2 separate regions of the Mus musculus genome follow, and region 1 is linked to region 2. Evidence: chromatin contacts called from public Hi-C data. All regions are on one chromosome and are shown on one strand. The core of a region is the stretch at or near the end of the contact, and the rest is flanking DNA. Distances in the headings are between cores, read along the strand shown.

What was found. A called contact is a pair of places that touch in the nucleus more often than the background predicts.
Region 1: a contact with region 2 is called in a Hi-C map of liver, with 4 times the contacts expected there. The contact joins two enhancer-like sites. A contact is called at or near these places in 2 of 484 Hi-C or Micro-C datasets (both in liver) and 1 of 115 datasets of contacts at active chromatin or transcription factors (bone marrow-derived macrophages).

The regions. Positions count from the first base shown.
Region 1 is chr12:99,543,044-99,547,123 of GRCm38.p6, reverse strand. It overlaps a transcript of Foxn3 not described here. Among named protein-coding and RNA genes, the nearest start is that of Gm26839, 19 kb to the left of the region's middle. Within about 2 kb of position 2,438, at least 35 of the 459 cell types and tissues checked have an H3K27ac peak or open chromatin away from gene starts, as enhancers often do. A contact at or near this core is called in liver, where this site is marked.
Region 2 is chr12:99,231,580-99,235,513 of GRCm38.p6, reverse strand. All of the region lies in intron 4 of Foxn3 (forkhead box N3), which reads left to right. Among named protein-coding and RNA genes, the nearest start is that of 4930474N09Rik, 71 kb to the right of the region's middle. Within about 2 kb of position 1,978, at least 37 of the 459 cell types and tissues checked have an H3K27ac peak or open chromatin away from gene starts, as enhancers often do. A contact at or near this core is called in liver, where this site is marked.

The DNA.
Region 1 (4,080 bases), core at 1,189-3,688, 310 kb before region 2:
TTCTCAGTTCTTTGAATCTGTATTCTACTTGTAATTAGTACCACTAAGTTTATAATATAGTTGCCCTGAGTTAGATAACGTTTGCAGTCTAAAGCACAAACTATGTGATATATTCTTTGAAGGCATGACTTCTGTGTTCTAGTTTCTTATAGCCAGGCTGGCCTTGAACTCACTGTGAAGCTAAGGATGACCTTGAACTCTTATATAGGCGTATACCACTATGCCTGGTTTATATGGTGCTGGGGCATAGACTTAGGGATCCATACATTCTCTACCGACTGAGCTGTGTCCCACACCGCAAGTTCTGAACATCATAAAAAGCAAAGCTTCTCCGTGATGGAGAAGAATCTTGCTCTCAGGAGGTGCTTGCTAACATGTTTAAGCAACTGGAATTATGGTCCACAAGTTATCACCTTATTCCTTTAAGGTTTTTGGTTTTTGTTTTGTTTTGAGGCTTAAAATGGTTCAGAATAAGAACTTGGGGAGAAAGCTAACTCCCCAAAGTCTGGAGAGAGCTCTGTGGCGGATCACAGAGGCACAACAGTGTTGTGTTGAAACAAGCCCCTCTGTTTCCTGTGGGTTGCTACGAGACTTGGTCACTCAGATGCCAGCATTTGTGGAGGTCTCAGTATGCTGGCCCTATTGAGAGGGAGCAATGCTGATACAGCCCACCATGGTGAGCATTAGTGGAGGGAGTAGAGGTAGACAAGTTACTTCAAGTGTGGGAAGACCGTTGCTGTTGACGTTGGTTGATGTAGTGTTCGTCAGACCCTGGGGTATTTGTAGGAGATAAAAGTAGGCTATGGAGACAGCAGAGAGAAGGAGTAACTGGGCAAGGCTGGAACGCATGTAAGAAGCCGGAGATGGTCCTGTGTATCTGCAATCCCAGCACTCCTGTTGTGAGATGGGAAAGGGGTGGGGGGATGACACTTCACATGGCAAGCCTGGACCATGTGGCTCAGCAGAAATCAGAGAGGCCTAGCCTCAATGAGGTAGAAAGACAGAATCAGCCTCTGAGAGTTGTCTGCTGGCCTCCACGTGTGTGTGCACACAATACACACACACACACACACACACACAGAGAGAGAGAGAGAGAGAGAGAGGGAGAGAGAGAGAGAGAGAGAAGAGCTAGGTACCGTTCCCATCTTTTAGGAGCCCCGTACTTCCTTTCCCTTTATTGACTTTAGGTTTTGCTTAAGCAGGCAGACCTTCTACCTCCAGGCCAGAGTTTAGCAAATCTACAACCAAGGCGCTCGCCAGCTCTGAAGGAGTCCCAGGGCTGCAGGACATCTCAGCTTGACTGGACCCCGGCTGCTGGCCTCAGTGTCCCCCAAGTTAACGCATTAATCCCTTTGTTGTTAGGCTCCCCGTTGCCAGTGCTTCATTTTTATGTTCTGTTGCTTAGAAAACGACAGTGACATATGGACGGAAGTTAAATTGTTGGAATCATATTCTGTTTTCTTTTCGCTGAGTGGTTTTCTTTCTCCCATGCCATGTACTATGGATGGGAAAGTCCCCTGACATTGCTGTAACTCTGATCTATTATCCACCTGCTAGGATGTAAACACTGTGCATGTGGCAAATCGCTTTATATGCCAATAAAGCCTGTGTTTTGGAAAAATGTCGGACTGTTTGTATCCAAAACATTGTTTGGAATCAAGTTCTCTAAAACAGGCAAATTAAGAATAGGAAGTGATATCCTGAATAGCATCATTAAAATTCCAGGAAAGGACAGACATCTTGCAAATGCAAGATGTGGTGAGGCTATAATTAGGCAGCAACCACACCACTGGTCTGCTTGAGAATACTGCTTCTCCTTAGACTCTGTTCCTGTCTGACCAAGAAGAGTCACTGTAAGGATGATCCAACAGGCAGGGCTAGCCTTCTCAAAGGCTACTACACCAGGCCCTTCACTACTGTGGCTTTTTCTTTTATAAAATAGGGGATAGAATTTTGTACAAAAGAGCAGAGTATAGCATTTTAAAATAAACTAGAGGAAGAGAAGGAGGCATACGGCTTGTCATATAGAGCTTGTCAGGTTTTTTTCTCCACTCCAAAACTTCCCAGACATGTATTAGTATACACACACACACACAAAATCTGTCTTATTTACTAAATCTCAGGGCATCAATGACATACAGGACCTGACAGACTGACATCATAGTGAGTTCCATCTTGCTGATGCCGTGAGGTACTGAGTGTCCCTGCCCCAGTGAGCATTTGTTCCTTTCTCTCTTTAGCATCAAATAGCACAAAGGAAAGAGTCAAGAACTAATAATTTTCCTATGGGCACCGTGGTCTTTAAGTGTGTATTTTTAGCAGAGGGCGTCCTTTGTTGTGGTTAGGTTGACCAAACATTCTGCTTTGTTTGTGGTGCTTCTGGTCTGTGCCCGCAGACGCAGTGAGGTCCCCACTGATGTCTATTTTTATCTCCCATCAGCGTCCTCATTTGCATGATAAGTTTTGCTCACCTAGCTAGCTCGCTCGCTCGCTCGCGTGGGCTGTCAGTGTGTCTAACATTAGCAGATGTAGTTTGTTCAGGTCTCCTCTTCTGCAGAGAAAAGTTGCTTACAATCAAAAAGAAGAAACAAAACAAAACCGGAGTCCTGGAGATCCATCAAGGCATTGAGGAACAAGGTTGAAGGTGAAAACCCACAGAAGGGAAGCTGAGCCTCTGGGCCTGTTTCCTGTTACTAGTGTGACTTTGTTAACCAATATCCATAATTCATATATCCAGAGGGCTAAAATGTAAGACAAACAATTGACCTTTTGGAATACTTGCTGCGGTTAAATCCCAGGAGAGCATGCTTTCTGGGGTGATAGAAACGACCTAAGATTGGATTCAGAGAAGGCTATGATGGTATGATTGGATTCATGAAAACCATTAAATGAATCCTTGTAGTTGGTGACTTTAATGGCGTGTAAATGGCTTCTTGTACTCCAAGGAAGTGTTTTCGGAGGCGAAATGGATGGATTCAATAAAGGGGATGCCAGTGAAGAGAGAATTGGTGACTTAGAAGATGGAGCAGAAGGAAATAAAGCCCAAGGCTGGAGTGTACTTCTGTGGGGCCCTGGAGTCTGTCCTCAGTGCCAAAGTAATAATGAGATAGCAACAAGAACAGTGACACCGGGAGGTGGCAGCACAGACAATAAACAAGATCATGAAGACATAAAATGTGGTAGGAATACCCCACAGATATGTAACTGTATATTCATCAAGAGAGAGAAAATGAGACAGAAGAGGTGTTTGTGGGGGGCAGTGTTTCAGGTTTTGTTGTTTCTGTTCTATTTTGTTTTGTTTTGTTTTGTTTTGAAGCAAGCTCTCCCACCGTAGCCCTGGCTGGCCTAGAATTCTCTATGTACAACAAGCTGGACTGAATTCACAGAGGTCCACCTGTTTCTGCCTCCCGAATGCCAGGATTAAATGCACGTGCCCCCATGCCCAGCTTCAAGTTTCTGTAACCCTTATTTATTTACTGTGGGTGTATGTGTGCGTAGGGAGGGGCACATGCTGTGACTGTGTGTGAAGGTCAGAGGGCACTTTATGAGATTTGGCTTTCTCCTTAAACCATGTGGGCCCTTGGGATTGAACTAAAGTTGTCAGGCTTGGCAATGTGCAACTTGACCTGCTGAGCCATCTCACAGGCCCAGAGAATGTTGGGGAAGCCCTAAGATATGGAACAGTGTACATACATATATACATATATATGTGCTCGTGCACACATACTCTAGCATTGTACAATTCTGAAAACAAACAGTAGTTAGAGTTAGGACCAGCAACTATTTGCCTTAATGGAGCCACCATGAGACTGACAGCAGAGTGTCTTAATGGAAACAATAAGGATCAGGTGGAAGTGGAACTTTTTGTGTGTCATTGCTGAAGGAAAACAACTGTTTGTCAGGTTCAGCATCTAAGACTCTTCAAGATTGAAAAACCAGTGGTTTTAAAGGGTGGCCGGGCTAACTTGCACTAAAGACAACTCCTTCAAGGGTACCTGTAGGATAGAAGGAATGTTGTTCCCGATGAGTGCTCGGATCTGCAGGAAGCAGGGAAGACCCACAGAAACAACAATTCGTTCA
Region 2 (3,934 bases), core at 729-3,228:
CTGCTGCAGTTATTTTCTGTGCTGAGAAGTTGCTGCGTGCCTGTAAGGTAACGGGACGGAGTCTTCGGTATCAGGAGCCGGTTCCTCCTCAGCCCACATAGGCCCAGCAGTTAACACAGTAAGGCAACAAAGCCATCTCATTCTTCAGATGTCAGCCATGCATCACCACCAGTCACAGGACAGACAGACAGACAGACAGACAGACAGACATGTGCGCGCACGCACAAGTCACAGGAGAGACAGACAGACAGACACACCAGTCACAGGGCAGACACACACGCATGCACAAATGCATGCACAGGTCATTACCCATCCATCTGTCTGTCTGTTTGTCTCTGTCTCCTTTTTCTTCACCCCCTTTTACCTTCTCATGAGTGCAAAGAAAAACCAAAATTCCATCTGAAGTCCAGAGTACCTGGATACCCTTGTGCCCTGTCCTGCTTTCCCCTGAATCCTAAACCTAGCTAAAGCTTCCTCCTTTCTTCCAGTGGGTAACACTCAGTCCTAGTCGTATATGTTCTGCCTCAAGGGCATAAAATTAATATAGAAATGACATTTTATGTAGTGGAAGCCTTTGATACAACAGTGCAAATGGCTCTGCTTTGGGAAGTCAGCAATCAGACATGAAATGGTACCATTGGGCTGCTCACTGGGACAGCACTCTGGCTTTCTGCCCTGCCTCCCACCCCCAAAATCTAACTCTGAAAAGCGACGCAAAAAGGTATTTGGAAGAGGACAAGGAACTGTGGTTATTTTATGAAGACTAGCTCTCAGATTCACACAGCAGCATTTTTTCCACCTTTTTAAAAGTCTTAACTCAGACAAGAAAAATTGGATGCCTTCCCCCAATAGAGTCTCTGAACTGTACTTAATGAAAGCTTGGGTAACTCGTTTGGATTTTGAAAGACAGAAGACCCTGCCCGTTGCTGACTAGGGTTTAATTGCGTAATGAGGCAGCCAATCCGATTTTTATCTGATTTAGACGCCTTGCAAAATAAGCTCCCACAGGTCTGCCCACTTTTTGCCAACATGTCCTGGCAACTTCTGTTGACTCTGTTTACTACAAAAGTGATTGGTTTCATAAAGGCCCGCTGACTCATTTTTTTGTTTATTTGTTTCTAGTCTAAGGTAGCCTAGGCTGACTTGGAACCCCCCCCCCCCCTACATAGCCAGGGATGACCTTGAACTCCTGATCCCCCTGCTTCTGGCTTGTATTGTGCTAGGGATGGAACGCAGGACTTTGTACATGCTAGGCAAGCAAGTCCATGAAGATGTTTTCATTCCAGTCTATCGTGAACAGTGGCCACATTTGCCCTTTCTTATCCTTTCCAGTTCCCCGCCTCCCTGTCCTGCCAGTCCCTTTCTGTCCCCAAGTCCCTCCTTATCTATTTATAGAGTGAGTGTGGATGCATGTGTATATAAAACCTATGTTCTGCATGTGAAGGAAGACATACAGTATTTGTCCAGGCTATTTCTCTTAATTCTCCTCTCTTCAAGGGACTTGGCTTCTTTACCCAGGAATTCATTCAGAACTCTGGCCCTGTGGTACACATCAGAGAATGGAGCCGTATGGCTCCTGAGGAGCTGGCTGTAGCCTGTATTTCTTCTTTTAAGAAAATACCCTATGTTGCTAGAAGGTGTTCATTCACCTGATTTAGTTCCCACCAGGCTGAGAAGGGGGCAAAGTACAGAAAATATGGTTGCCTCCTGTCAGATCCACCCACCTCCCCAGGCAAGTACAGTGCAAGGGAGACCTGGGTGGGTGGGTCAGGGTGAAGGGCCTGCCAGAGAACCCCTTAACAATCCCCACCTTCACAGCCGTAACTGAGAGAAGACTCTCACTAAAGCTGCTGTCTGCATTCTCCTTCTGCCCCAAAGCTCACAAACTAGGCAGGTTCCCAGCTTGGAGCTGGCTGGTGGAAGCCCGGGCTCTTGTTTGCTGTGGAGTTGTCTGGGCAGCAGAGCAGAGAGACATGAAGAGATTAGTCAAAGCAGAAGGCCCAGAAAGGGCAGTCCTCCCAGCCTGGCCAGGAGGGATCCTGTATTGGGTAGAGGAGGCAGGGGCCTGTCTCCAGCAAACTTATAGGTACCAAACCTTGTCCTTTCTAAGATAGGCTAGAGGCTGTAACCTAGAAGATAGTGCATCTACTTTGGAGATTCACACAACCAACCCCTGGCTGCAGATAAGGAAATTTTCTCATTTAGCAGATAAGGCAATAGAGGCCATTTAGGCTGGGTAACCTGCCGGGACCTGTTGTTGGATAATCAGGAAGATATCATCGCAGAGAATATACGCTGATGTATTTCTTCATCTTTAACAGTTTCCTAACTTCTTGAGATGTGTTCTCCATAGTTTTGTTTGCATGCTGCCCCTAAGGGACTTAGGTTTTTTTTTGGTTTCGTTTCGTTTTGTTTTAAATCTTCAGGGATCCCTGGAAAAAGCTCAACACATGGTAACAACATGTACAATATGGTAATAACAGTACCATGTGTGTGTGTGTATGCGTGTATGCGTGTGCTGCATACACTTGCTGGCATAGGTGCGAGCGCGTGTGCCTGTAGCTGCTCATGTGTGCACATACATGTGGAACCCAGAGGCCCATGCCAGCTTCCCCTGGTGTCTTTCCACCTTTTTTGTTTGCTTGTTTTGACAGTTTCTCACTGAACTGTTTTGGCTGGACCGGCCTTAGGGCTCTACCTGCCTCTCACCACAGATAGGGTCATACATGCCCCCACGCCCAGCCTTCTGCCTGGGCTCTAGATTCCTAACCTCAGGTCCTGCTTCTTTGGCAAGCACTCTGCTGACTGAGCGTTCTCTCCAGTCCAGAACCATCTCTGTTTCTCAATAACAAACGTGTTAGGGTTGTGTTGGGTAGTTACAAACTCTTAGTCAAAAACCACACTGCACGTTAGTGCATGTGAAAGTTTCACAAGCACCCGAGACCTTGGGACCCTGTTTTCTGTCACCAAGGAGGAGGATATGCCGTTCTCTTGTACTGACGCTCCAGAGGGAGGCCTCTGCCCAACGGGTCTCAATCCAGCTCCTTTCTGTATCCGCGCCTCTCATAGAGTCCCATAAAACTTCCAGATCCTTCCCAGAAATACACACCTCAAGCAGCTCCCAGTAAGCCCTTTATGGACTGAACTCCTGACCCAGGTCCCTCCTTCCCTATCCTCTTGGCCTCCACATTCAGGTTTGCCCCTTCTTCACACAGGAGCTGCCTCTGTTTGGCTCTTCATAGATGCTAATGAGAAATAGAGGGGGGGGGAGGGTCCAGCTCCTGAGGGGAGGGGGGAGGACAGGCTCTACAGCTGCCTGCTGTGAAGGACTGAGTGAGCTCTCTTCTGCCACCTTAGTGAGTGTGTCCCAGATGACCTGGTGGAAGTAAGCATTGAGCGTCCTCAGAAGTTTAATCTCTGAGATTGCTCCCAGTTTGGGCTCTAATACAATGTTTGATGTACAGTGGTGTCCGTTGGTTTTATGAGACACTATATAATAGAAAGTATTGCTATTTTTAAAACGAATCAAATAAATTAACATCTTAAAAAGAATTTCTTTACCTGTGTGTACAAGGCCCAAGTGGAGGTCAGAAGAAACTTGGAGTTACTTCTCCCCCAGTAGGTGAGTCCTAGAGATCCAACTCCAGTCAGTCACCAGGATCAAGGCAAACCAGCCAAGCCAGCCAAGCCATCTTCCCCACCCCAAGTGTGAGTGTGTGTGTGTGTGTGTGAGTGAGAAATGGAATCAGTAATGAAATCCACATTGGATTCATTAGCTATCCTTTTTGTTTGTTTTTGCAAAGTGCTTAGAGAAAATAGGCAGCTAGACATTGTGGAGAAATGCAAAAAAAAAAAAAAAAAAAAAAAAAAGCTATTGTGTTCTGCAGCCCCAAATGGACAGTTTCTTTGGAGAATAAAATTAAAAATCACCCCC